Linked DNA regions of Macaca mulatta: region 1 is linked to region 2. The links are chromatin contacts, called in public Hi-C maps. All regions are on one chromosome and are shown on one strand. The core of a region is the stretch at or near the end of the contact, and the rest is flanking DNA. Distances in the headings are between cores, read along the strand shown.

Region 1 (6,937 bases), core at 2,373-4,872, 530 kb after region 2:
AAACTGAGATCCGGGCAATGATTGTGCTCATCACTACCATTATTATCTTGCTAAATCAGATAATCTTTTAAAAAAGTTTTAAAGTACTGAAAGAATGTAATGATCTTTTCAGAGTTTTTGAGACATGCAATTTGAATAATTATGATGATAAACTGTTGCAAACTTACAAATAGAAACTAAGCGATGGATAATATTAGATGGGGTATCAATGTATGATGAACTACAAGTATTACTTTTTTTTTTTTTTTTGAGATGGAGTCTCTCTCTTGTCGCCCAGGCTGGAGTGCAATGGTGCGATCTCGGCTCACTGCAACCTCCACTTCTCGGGTTCAAGCGATTTTCTTGCCTCAGCCTCCTGTGTAGCTAGGATTACAGGCACGTGCCATCACACGTGGCTAATTTTTGTATTTTTAGTAGAGACGGGGTTTCACTATGTTGGCCAGGCTGGTGGTCTTGAACTCCTGACCTCAGGTGATCCACCTGCCTTCGCCTCCCAAAGTGCTGGGATTACAAGCATAACTCACTACGCCTGGCCAAATATTACATTTTCTCCCTAAATTTTAGTATGGACCCTCCCTCCGCTACTGGAGTATTGCCTCTATTTGTATTAATAGCAGTAGTTACCAGGCACATTTCCAAACTTTTTTTTTTTGAAGTTCTTTAGGATCTTTGTGAATATTGGTTGGCAGTGGAGAATATAGAGTCTTAAAACGTGTTAAAACATATTTAATGTCCTCAGTATCACAATTGGAAGCCTATCTAGGAGTCATTTCTACAGAAAACAAGGTATTGGAGCAACTAAGCATAGAAACCATCATAAAGCTGTCATTTTAAGTGATCAATATATTAACTATTTTCATCACAAATTATTAAATCCTAATGACTTTGGAATGTGATATTGAGTTCTTGTGACTAAAATTTGAATTTTCCACTATTTTATGTTAACAATTTGATTTATGTAACACACAAAATGACTTCTATGAAGAATTTTGTTTTGTTCTCTGAGTATTCCCTGTTCTTATTTCTTGGATATGAGGCTTTATTTTGCTAAGAATATTGATAATGATTTTTTTGAAGGCTTATTTTGCTTTCTGCATTATTTACTAGTTTTGGCTTAAAACTTTTAAGTTAAAGGATTTCCTAAAATATTTGTTGGTCTTTGGTTATTCTCTCGCATTTAAGAATAAGGCTGATTAGAAATGAGTGAATGGAGGGCTTATTAACTGATAAGTTTCACTAAAGAGCAAGGGGGTGGTTAGTGACTTGCCATTTATTTGACAACTGCCAAAATGTCTTTTTTCTTTTACTCTTTTTTTTTTTTTTGAGACAGAGTCTGGCTCTGTCACCCAGGCTGGAGTGCAGTGGCAGTATCAGGACTCACTGCAGCCTTGACTTCTGTAGGCTCAAGTGATCTTCCTGCCTCGGCCCCCTAGTTTCTGGGACTAAGGTGTGTGCCACCGAGCTTCGCTAATTTTTTTGAATTTTGGTACCGACAAGGTCTCACTATGTTGCCCAGGCTGGTCTTGAACTTCCAGGCTCAAGCAATCCTCCCACCTTGGCCTTGGAAAGTGCTGAGATTATAGCTGTGAGCCACCATGCCTGCTTCCTAGAGGTTATTATATTGAGATCTTTCTCTTGGGCATTCAGTTTTCCTAGAGTTGAACCTTCCAGTTTCTTGCCTGGGGTGCATACATGCCTGATTCCTACAGTTTTAGGAAAAAAGTGAGTTATAGCTGAGGGCCTTATTGTTCTGTGAGTATGCATATGTGGTATACATATGTAGTAAAGTACGCATCACATATAATTTATCACTTTAGCCATTTGTAAGTATACAATTCAGTTGCATTAAATACATTCTCATTGTTGTGCAACCAATTGGCAGAACTCTTTTCATCTTGCCAAACTGGAACTCTGTACTGATTAAACAGTAACCCCCGCATTGGCCTCTCCCTGAGTCCCTGGCAACCACCATTCTACTTTCTCTCTCTATCATTTTGACAACTCTAAGTACCTCACGTAAATAGAACCATATATAGTATTTGTCCTTTTGTGACTGGCTTATTTCACTTAGCTTAATATTCTTAAGGTTTATCCACGTTGTGGCATGTGTCAGAAATTCCTTCTTTTTGAAGGCTGAATAATATTCCATTTTATGTATTTATTATGTTTTGTTTACTCATTTATCAGTTGACAGACACTTGGGCTGCTTCCATCTTTTAGCGATTGTGAATAGTGCTGTGGTGAACACGGTGTGCAAATATCTGAGACCCTGCTTTCTTTTATTTTGGCTACACACACCCAGAAGTGAAAATGCTGGTGTAGAGTTCTGTTTTTAATTTTTTGAAGATGTATATATACTTTTATATAATCGCTCCTTATTGAGCTTTACTGTCTACCACATCTAGTGTCCCTGAGTATGGAAATTCACTAGTTCACCTCCTGTCCTCACTCCCTTCCGGTAAGCCATGCCCTGTTTGGAGGATGGACATAGAGTTGAGAGTAGTGATCTGGATATGTGGGGTTGGAAAGGGAATTTGAGGGCCCAAAATTCTGCCTGTGAACTTTGAACTCAATTTTCCAATTTCCTTTGCCACAACTGAGCTCTCCCACCCCATCTGGTGTTTTCCTGGAGGCTGTAGGTAAATGTGTCAAAAAAACTCAATTCATTGAAAGCCAGTTCACTTAAATGGCCAACTTGCAATAACTTTTCTATTACCTCGTTTTTTTTTTTTGATGGAGTTTCACTCTTTGGCCCAGGCTGTAGTGAAGTGGGGTGATCCTGGCTCACTATAACCTCCGCCCCAGGGTTCAAGCGATTCTCCTGCCTCAGTCTCCAGAGCAGCTGGGATTATAGGTGTGTGCCACAATGCCTGGCTAATTTTTATATTTTTAGTAGAGACAAGGTTTCACCATATTGGCCAGGCTAGTCTCGAACTCCTGACCTCAGGTGATCCACTCATCTCGACCTCCCAAATTGCTGGAATTACAGGTGTGAGCCACTGTGCCCGGCCTCTATTACCTACTTCTTTACGTTAGTTATCATTTTGTCTCCATAATAGCATTTTAAGGTAAATTCAGTTTGATTCCGTTCCAGTTTCCTTGCTGTTGCAGCTAGAGTCTGAGGGGTCCAGAGGAAAAGGAAAACCTAGAGGGGCATTAGAAGAATGTAGAATATTTATTTTTATTCCTGAGGAAGTACAAACGCCGTGGATGGAAATCAGAGGTTATTAGCTGTTTACTTTTGGGCAAATCTTTTGACTCGTTGGTCCGAAATGTGCAAAACGAGGGTCAAAATTTTCATTCAGTTTGTACGTGGGTACACACACACTCAGGAACGCTTCGCAAAGTTGAACCTGGAGTAAATGTGTGAACACCCCTTAAAGGTTCAGCGTATGACGTCACCATAGTAACAACAACAGTGCGCATGCGTCTTTTTAAAGAGCCGGCGTGCTCCTGGCGTCCCTCAGTCCGCCCCCGTTTCCCCAGACTGCTCCTCCCTGCAGGAGCCAATTCGCCAGTCACAACCCTCCTTTTCATTGACGTCGTTGGCGCGTGCCCCGGTTTCAAAAGCTCGGGGGCGGGCTTTTGGGTTCGCGCATGCGCCTCTGTGCATTTTCCCCATGCTGTTTCCGCGATCCTGGTCCTAGGTGTCTCGTGTCTGCGGGTGAACCGAGATTTTGCCGCCACCGCCGCAATGGGGAAAACTGCCGACTCTCCGGGTTCGGGAGCCCGACCCGACCCGGTGCGGAGCTTCAATCGCTGGAAGAAAAAACACAGCCACAGGCAGAACAAAAAGAAGCAGTTGAGGAAGCAACTGAAGAAACCCGAATGGCAAGTCGAGCGCGAGGGTATCAGCCGCCTCATGCAGAACTATGACAAGGTGAGGCCGGCGCTGGGGAGGGGGCTCGGGCCGGCCAGCAGCTGGGCGGCGTGTCACTGCGGCGAGGGGTTGCAGAATGGAGGCGGCGGATCTGTCACCGGGACCCTGCCGGGAATGGGAGGTCACGCCGGGTGCCACAGCTCAAACCTCTGCACCGTCCTGGCCACTCTTCTGCTTGCCACACTGTTCCTAAAAAAATGATAGAAATGCGGCGGTACCTAAGGGTAGGGAGACTAATCCTGTAATAGCTACAGTCATATCCATAGTAATAATACTGATGACAATAATGGTAATAATGACACCTGCATTTTAAAGCAGTCACCATGTGCTTACAGTAATTGTTTGACTTGATCTGAGGTATGGATATTAATAATCCTACTTAATAGGTAGGAGAATTGAGGTTCTAAGAGGAATGAAACTTGTCCGAATCTCTCACGCTTAGTAGGTGGTGTGGAATTGGAAGCTAGATCCATGTCTTTCTAATCCCAAAGCCTTTGCTTTTAACCATGAAGCCAGACTGCATGCCTCAACATCATCTATGCTCCTTCCTGTGCCCACCTCATTTCTCCACAGGCTTCATGTCCGTATCCAAGAATTGGCCTAGAAAAGCTGGATCACTGGTATGTTTCTGTCACATATCATCCTCATATTGTAGCTGTTGTTCCCAGATGAGTATACCTGTAACGATCACTTTGACCTCCTGACTTCTTCCCCAAACTCCAGGCTCCACAGGTCTGTCAATTCCTTTTTTCCCTTTCTTTAAATCCCATGTTTGTTGGCCTTCACCCACATCATTCAGCTTCTCAGCCCCCTTCTAGTGCAGTACAATCAGGGATTTAATAGATGGAACATTCTTGGAATTAAAGTTGCCATTGTAACAAATTACCGCAAACTTGGTGGCTTAAAACAACAGAGATCTTGAGGTCAGGAGTTCGAGACCAGCCTGACCAACATGGTGAAACCCCGTCTCTACTAAAAATACAAAAAAATTAGCCAGGCGTAGTGGCAGGCGCCTGTAATCCTAGCTACTCAGGAGGCTGAGGCAAGAGAATCGCTTGAACCCGAGAAGTGGAGGTTGCAGTGAGCTGAGATCGCGCCATTACACTCCAGCTGGGGTGACATGAGTGAGACTCTGTCTCAAAACAAAAAAACAACAAAACCCAACAACAACAGAGACTTACTGTATCACAGTTCCAGAGGCCACACATCTGAAGTCAGTTTCACTGGGCCAAAATCAGGGTGTCAGCTGGGACATGCTCCCTCCAGAGGTTCTAGGGGAGACTCTGTTTCTTGCCTCTTGTAGTTTCTGGTGGATGCTGGCATTCCTTGGCTTGTGGCTGCATAATTCCAGTCTCTGCCTTCTCCTGTGTCAGTCTACCTGTGTTCCTCTGTTATAAGGACGCTTGTGATTGCGTTTAGGGCCTACACACATAATCCAGGATAATCACCCCATCTCAAGATCTTTAATCACATCTGAAAAGTCACTTTTGCCATATAAGGTAACATTCATACCTTCCAGAGGTTAATACATGGACATAAATTGGGATCATTTTTAGCCTATCATATCCTAGCTCCACCATCTCAGCAGACCATAGAACTAGAAACCTAGGAGCAGTCTTAGGTACTTCTCTCCTACCTACTCTTATAACCAGTCCGTCACACTGGTGATTTGTTCTGCTTAAATTTTTCAAATGCTTCTTCATCCCTACTGCCTTGTCTTCAGCCCCCATCATCTCTTGTCTGGATTACTATAGTAAATTTTGCTTTCGACAGGGATCAGCAAGCTTTGTCTGTAAATGATAGTGAATGTTTTCAGCTTTGTAATCATAAGGGTAGAACTACTTACTCAATTGTGCCCTTGTAATACAAAAGCTGTCATAGAAATACTTAAATGAATGGGTGTTGTTTTTCAGTAAAACTTTAATTAGTGAAACAGGTGGCTGATAGGATTTGGCCCCTGGGCCTTAAACCTTTCTGATTTATCCTCTATACTTCTGCCAGAATGATTCTTTCCAAGATGAAGATCTAATCATTTTACTCCTGATTAGAACCCTTCCTTGGTTCACAGTTACTTTTAGAAAAATTGTCAAATTCAGTGTGTCAACAAGAAATACAACTCTTTAGTCTGCTGAAGAGTAAGTTATTTGTGGTCAGGCTGACCTGGTTTAAATCTCACTCTCTTCGAGTATTGGCTAGTCAGGTTTCTTCACCCCTCTAAGTCTCAGTTTCTTCTTTCAAAAAACAGAAGTTATTAGCCACCCAGAGTGTTGTAAGGCCCAAATGAGATAATGTGTATACACCAAGCGGTACATGATAGGCATATATGAAGGAACAGCTTGCAGTTTTGTGAGTTGTCCATGCTTCTTGTGCTTCTCATCCTGGTACTTGACGTTTCCACTGCGTGCAGTGAGCGGACGCGTCTGCCCACTCTAAGGACAGGTACTCCTCCTTCAAGATTTAGTGCAAACCCGTCTTCATCACCTCCCCTGGCTGAGTTAGGGCTACTGTGCATCTGTAGCGTTTTGTAGAAACCTTTATGACAACATTTATCAACTGTCTGCGATGATTGGCTTCTTTAACTTTTTTTTTTTTTGCCAGATACTTTTTTATTTAAAATATTAATGAAATAAATGATTCATACAAAATACTATGATATACATGTGACACTTAAAGGCTGATAAAACAATTATGTGCCTGTCAAATAGCTGAAGAAATAGACAACTAAATATTACAATGAAATGTTTCTTATCCCAACAAAATGGCAAACCAGCATAGGCAGCTGGATTCCTGCCTCAGCTCTGGGGAAATTTTAGAACTCAAAATAAAATTACAGACAAAATTAATGTAATAGACAAGGGGAGTACATAGGAATACGCCAGAATGCTATAGTACTTGTTAATTAGGCAAAGCAATTTAAATGGGTCTTAAGTCTATTATAAGAGCAAATGGAGAAAAATGTTATATAAACAGAATAAGAACACTAAATATATACAGTAGAAAGTATAAATGAAGAAAAGAAATGCAAGGAAAGTATAAAAAATGAAAAAATACTTTTAA
Region 2 (6,879 bases), core at 2,966-5,465:
GCTGTGAAAATATTGTTCTAATATTCCTAAAACTAACTTCTGCTTCTAGAAAGCCACTCTGGGTCTTATGGACATTTCAGAGAGAAAGAGGGCTTTATTTTATCAAGACTTAATATACTTTGTAAGACGTAAGTTTCCACTTACAAGTTTGCCACTAGATGGAGGTATTGACTAGAGCTCCTTGACAAATGTAATAAACAGCATCCCAGATAAACTACTTTTTAAGTAGCTCTTCATCAATATATCTGTCCAGATGCTGTATTACCTGCTATGACAGGGATGATAATCCAAAGCCACAAATTCAGATATGCAAAAAATGTTTTTAAATTATTTGGCCGGATGTGGTGGCTCACACCTATAATCCCAGCACTTTGGGAAGCTGAGGAGGGAGGATTGCTTGGGCCCAGGAGTTGGAGACCAGCCTGGGCAACATAGTGAGACCCTGTGTCTACCAAAATACTACTACTACTACTACTACTACCAATAATAATAATAACAAATTTTAAAATACAAATAAAATAAAAATAATTCTCTCTTAATTGTACTTAATTTTCATTTCAACACTCCATTTCTATTTCACAGAAGAAATGTTAATCTAGTCACTTGCTTTTTTTTTCTTTTTCTTTTCTTTTTTTTTTTTTTTGAGGCGGAGTCTCTCTCTGTCGCCCAGGCTGGAGTGCAGTGGCGGGATCTCGGCTCACTGCAAGCTCCGCCTCCCGGGTTCTCCCGCCTCAGCCTCCCAAGTAGCTGGGACTACACGTGCCCACCACCGCGCCCGGCTAATTTTTTGTATTTTTAGTGGAGATGGGGTTTCACCGTGTTAGCCAGGATGGTCTCAATCTCCTGACCTCGTGATCCGCCTGCCTCGGCCTCCCGAAGTGCTGGGATTACAGGTGTGAGCCACTGCGCCCGGTCGAGTCCTAGATTCTTTTTTTTTTTTTTTTTTTTTTTTTTGAGACGGAGTCTCGCTGTGTCTCCCAGGCTGGAGTGCAGTGGCGTGATCTCGGCTCACTGCAAGCTCCGCCTCCCGGGTTCACGCCATTCTCCCGCCTCAGCCTCCCAAGTAGCTGAGACTACAGGCGCCCGCCACCACGCCCGGCTAGTTTTTTGTATTTTTAGTAGAGACGGGGTTTCACCATGTTAGCCAGGATAGTCTCGATCTCCTGACCTCGTGATCCACCCGCCTCGGCCTCCCAAAGTGCTGGGATTACAGGCTTGAGCCACCGCGCCCGGTCGAGTCCTAGATTCTTAAGTGAAATTATTAGCTACATTTTGCCTGGTGCTCATATTGGTGATAAAGCTACTCTTGTTTTTTTTGAAGTTCAGTTTTAAAGAGCAGCTTGCCTGCTGTAGCTCCAGAAGTGAATGTACTGTTCTTCTCCCCTCAATGCTCCTAAATCTCTCTGAACTTCTCTAGAAGCTGTCCTGATGAACATGGTGGCAATATTTCCTGGTAGTGCCTCTGATGGCAGAATTGTCCAATTAGAGCTGACTTCTATGTTCCTAGTTAGGTTTCTCCTAGGGCAGGTCTCTCCTAAGATACAACTAGTGTAGTGAGTGCCTAGAAGCTTAGCCCTAGCAACCAGACTGCCTAGATTCCAATTGCAACTGTGTCACTAACTACAAGCTTTGTGCCCTTGGACAAACTTCTGGAAAATGTGGATAATGCTACTTCCTAATTCAGTGGATTTTTGTGAGGATTAAATTAATTAAACTGTGAATGAACTGGTTCATATTAAGAACTATATACATAGCTATATAACCAGTCTTTATTTTTTCTTCTTCTTCTTTTTTTGAGACACAGTCTCATTCTGTTGTCCAGGCTGGAGTGCAGTGGCGTGATCTCAGTTCACTGCAATCTCCACCTCCCAGGTTCAAGCAATTATCCTGCCTCAGCCTCCTGAGTAGCTGGGATCACAGGTGCCCACCACCATGCCCAGCTAATTTGTGTATTTTTAGTAGAGATGGGGTTTTGCTGTGTTGGCCAGGCTGGTTTTGAACTCCTGACTTCAAATTATCCACTCACCTGGGCCTCCCAAAGTGCTGTGATTACAGGTGTGAGCCACCACGCCCAGCCTAACCAGTCATTTTTTACAGTGTGATGCCCCACTCATGAGCTTGGCCTCTCACAACTGGTTATCTCTATGAGGCCAGACCTTTAGTTTTCTGATTCATTTCTTTAAAAATTCAGCTTTTTCAGTTAGAAATATTATCGGTTTCACACACACACACACACACGCAGCTTAAACACTGACATACAATGTAATGACTTCCTTTCAATAATTCTCAAAGCAGCCCAGTATGAAAAATATTTGGCCTTTGGTAGAAGGGGAAGGTGTCAGTGTGACATTCCAAGGAAGGAGGTAGGCCTTGGTGAGCTGTTGAATAGAGAGGTTCGTGTCGGTGCAGGAATCACAGAGGACTTTAAGGGACAAACCTGGAGTGACGGGGAAATTAAAGACAGGGTGCTATATTTATAGCTATATTAAAAAATTACTCCAGCCAGGCATGGTGGCTGACGCCTGTAATCCCAGTACTTTGAGAGGCTGAGGGGGGCGGATTTCCTGAGCTCAGGAGTTTGAGACCAGCCTCTGGGCAACATGGTGAAATCCCGTCTCGACTAAAATACAAAAGATTAGCCAGGCGTGGCAGCGTGCACCTGTAATCCCAGCTACTTGGGAGACTGAGGCTGGAGAATTGCTGGAACTCAGGAGGCAGAGGTTGCAATGAGCCAAGATCACGCCACTGCACTGCAGCCTGGGTGACAAGAGCGAGACATTGTCTCAAAAAAAAAAAAAAAAAAAAAAAAAAAAAATTACCCCCGAACAGACCTGTTAAGGCGGCTTATGCCTATAATCTCTGTGCTTTGGGAGGCCAACGCCAGAAGATGTCTTAAGGTCAGGAGTTTGAGACCAGCCTGGGCAACAAGACCCCTTCTCCACATAAAATACAAATAAAAAAAATTAGCATTGTGGAACCTGCCTGTAGTCCTAGCTACTTGGGAAGCAGAGACAGGAGGATCCCCTAGCTACAGGAGGCAGAGACAAGGAGGATCCCCTGAGACCAGGAGTTTGAGGCTGCACTGAGCTATGATTGCACCACTGTACTCCAGCCTGGGTGACAGAGTGAGACCCTATCTTAAAAAAAAAAAAAAAAAAATTACTCCAAAACATAATGGCTTAAAATAACAACCATTTGTTTTCCCTCATTTCTGTGGATCATGAATTCAGACAACATGGTGGGGATGGCTTGTCTCTGCTCCATGATGTCTGGGGTCTCAGCTGGAGCGGTTGAAGGTTGGGGACTGGAATCACCTGAAGCCTTTTACCCATATTTGTATCTGGACTGAGCCTGGAATTTGATTGCTTCAAAATATTTTCACAGCTGGATGGGATGGCTCACGGCTGTAATCCCAGCACTTTGAGAGGCCGAGGCTGGTCGATTGCTTGAACCCAGAAGTTAGCAACCAGCCTAGGCAACATAGGGAGACTTAGTCTTTACAAAAAAATACAAAAATTACCCGGGCGTGGTCGCCTGCGCCTGTAATCCCCGCACTTTGGGAGGCCGAGGAGGAAGGCTCACTTGAGTCCAGGAGTTCAAGACCAGTCTGGCCAACATGGTGAAACGCCGTCTCCACAAAAAATACAAAAATTATCCGGTTGTGGAGGCTTGCGCCTGTAGTCCCAGCTACTTGGGTGGCTGGGGAGGGAGGATCGCTTGAGCCCTGGAGGTCGAGATTGCAGTGAGCTGTGATCGCGTCAGTGCACTCCAGCCTGGGTGACAGAGTGAGATCCTGTCTCAAAAAAAAAAAAAAAAAAAAAAAATCCTAAAATATTTTCATGAGTTTGTGCTGAGTAGGCCTAAGGGAAACATGCTCAGTGAATCGAAAAATCTCGGATTACACATAAACTACCGGCCCCGGCGGGTTAGAAGTGGTAGACACGGGATTCAGCAGCGTGTCAGGTATTCGTTGACCCCGGTGCCAGCGTCTCCATCCACGTCATTCACTTGTCAACCTTTCCTCGCCCAGGCTGCGGGGTCCCAGCGCCACGCTCCGCCCCACCCTTGGCTGCCGGCCAATCGCTGCCGACTGTGACGGTCCAGGGTTACTATTGGAGGAGGCGGGATGGGCGGTGCCCGCTCCGGGTCGCTGTGGGTGCGGGGTTGGGGAGGACGCCGAGGTGTTCTCTGCCTGTGCAGCAGCCCCTCGGCGTTCTGCAATCATGGCTGTGCTGGCGGCACTTCTGCGCGGCGGCGCCCGCAGCCGCAGCCCCCTGCTCCGGAGGCTGGTGCAGGTGAGCGGGGTTCGTCCCCACAGCGCTCAGACCTGGGAAGCGAGGAGTCCCCCGCCTCGAAAGCTTCCAGCCCGCGGCCGTTGCAGCTCCGGCGGCCCGGGCGCGCGGCGTAGGCCCCAGGACAGGCAGGCGACTGGGTCTTGTCCAAAAACCGCCGAAGTGCTCCCATAACACCCAGGGACTCGCGTATTTTTACAGCACTTTTCTACTTCCGAGGTCTCGGCGTAATCATCTTAATGAGCGTTACTGGTGTGTTTAACCAGTACGTGTTAAACACCAGGGCAGGTGTCTGGTGTCAAACACGAGGGCACGCGTCTGGGCGGACAGGACGGCCGGGATTGGCGCTGGCCCGGCCTGAGCGGTGGGATCGGGGAGAGCCTCTTTGCAGGCCTGTGCAGCTGCTCCCGAGATTTTCTTTAAAAGATGTTCGTGTGCTTTATTGTCAGGAGAGGTTCCTTTTCTTTTTTAATACAATAGATAATCATTGGGCGTACAAGGGGAGAGGGCACCATGTGATCATAACAGACGTTTTTTGGAGCAGCCTAAAATTTATCAGGGAAAGCTAATGACTACTCAGATAATACAATAAATTAGCCGGGCGCGGTGGCTCAAGCCTGTAATCCCAGCACTTTGGGAGGCCGAGACGGGCGGATCACGAGGTCAGGAGATCGAGACCATCCTGGCTAACACGGTGAAACCCCGTCTCTACTAAAAAATACAAAAAAACTAGCCGGGCGAGGTGGCGGGCGCCTGTAGTCCCAGCTACTCGGGAGGCTGAGGCAGGAGAATGGCGTGAACCCGGGAGGCGGAGCTTGCAGTGAGCTGAGATCCGGCCACTGCACTCCAGCCTGGGCGACAGAGCGAGACTCCGTCTCAAAAAAAAAAAAAACAAAACAAAACAATAAATTATACTGGATATATATCAAATATATATATATATACTTGATATATATCAAGCAAGCTCACATACTGAGGGTGTTCCAAGGGATGTCTCTCTTCTTATTATTGTGTTTAGAGAACACAACAGGGGCGGAGTCTCAAAGAATTTATTCTCCACATGCGTAAGCAAGGGAGTACGCACCGCAGATTGTCAGGCAAAGCCTCAGGAATAGGTAGAGACCTTCAGGGTGTGGTTAGTGAAACTTGAGTTTTCCAGGTCGATTGGGGCAATAAGCTTGGGGATCCAGTTATGTTGTGAGTGTATGGATTTGACCCTAGTTAAGTAGGGATTATTGATGTGTTTGTTTTTGTTGCAGTGGGAGATGACTCTAGTTCTTATGTCTGGGCGTAGAGTAACATCACTTGCACAAGGGTGCTGGCGGTAGGAGCTGTGCAAGAGATTGTGAAGAACCAGTGTAGGACTTTACAATTATGGAGTGAGGGTGCGAAGCCAAGGGAAAAGAAAGTCTAAAACTGATCCTGGGTGACTGAGATAATAGAAAAGTCAAAATGCGTAGGTTTCCAAGGAAGAATAGTTTTTAGCCATTTGTTAGTCTCATGGGATGAGTGGAGAAATCACAAGAATGTAATTAGGTTATCTTGGGTTTCAGTCAGTATTGACTAAGTGAGGTAGGTGAACTAGGTACTCTAGAGATGTAAAAAAAAAAAAGTTCAGAACCTTCTTAATTTATGGTTTAATTAAGATCTTACAATCAGGCTGGTTGAGGTGGCTTATGCCAGTAATCCCAGCACTTTGGGAGGCTGAGGTGGGTAGATCATTTGAAGTCAGGAGTTCAAGACCAGCTTGACCAACATGGTGAAACCCGACCTCTATTAAAAATACAAAAAAAAAAAAAAAAAAAAAAAAAAGCCAGGCGTGGTGGTGGGTGCCTGTAATCCCAGCTACTTGGGAGGCTGAGGCAGGAGAATCGCTTGAACCCGGGAGGGGAAGGTTGCAGTGAGCTGAGATCGTGCCACTGCACTCCAGCCTGGGCAACAGAGTGAGACTCCATCTTAAAAAAAAATCTTAAAATGAAACACAAATACTCGTACAATCAAAAACAAATACTCCTCATGAAAAAAATGCCTGTACATGCTCTCATGTATGATATGTGACATTCATGTTACTGAACTCTAGGAAGCAGTTGTATTGGATACTTGAATTAAATGGTCATTTATTGAATCAATAAACAGGATTTTCAGTTTTCTGTGCTATTTTGTAGAATAGAATTTGACCTCTCATTACATTGGCTCTTTTCCCTTTGCTTATCAGGTCTCTTTTATGTTCAACAAATCTTTATGGACTTTATTGGAGCGTGTTGCCTTTCTAGCTTGAATCACTTTTCTCTCTCTAGTCAAAGGAGTGGTCTTTACTCATTACCTCCCATTTATTCTGCATCCATTTCTCCTTAACTCTCTGCAGTTAAATTTCTGTGCCACTCAAGCTGAAAATTACCAGTGATTTCCTTTTTCTGTGGTTTTAAATTATTTTTTAAAATCTATGTTTATTTTAGTTTTTGTAGACACAGAGTCTGGTTCTGTTGCGCACGCTGGTCTTGGACTTCTGGCCTCCCAAACTGGTGTGAGCCATTGTGCTCGGCCCATGTTTTTTCTTCTTGACCTTTATCCTATATTTGACACTATT

The links. Hi-C and Micro-C count contacts between places; a contact is called where the count stands out from the background.
Region 1: a Hi-C map of fetal cortex germinal zone shows a contact between it and region 2, with 3 times the contacts expected there. The contact joins the promoter of DDX10 here to the promoter of ACAT1 in region 2. A contact is called at or near these places in 3 of 14 Hi-C or Micro-C datasets (fetal cortex germinal zone, fetal cortical plate and liver).

The regions. Positions count from the first base shown.
Region 1 is chr14:109,500,165-109,507,101 of T2T-MMU8v2.0, forward strand. DDX10 (DEAD-box helicase 10) reads left to right here and starts at 3,623. Exons shown (of 19, transcript XR_013404274.1): 1 at 3,623-3,880.
Region 2 is chr14:108,971,049-108,977,927 of T2T-MMU8v2.0, forward strand. It overlaps ACAT1 (acetyl-CoA acetyltransferase 1), which reads left to right and starts at 4,216. Exons shown (of 12, transcript NM_001265693.1): 1 at 4,216-4,295. The coding sequence starts at 4,224.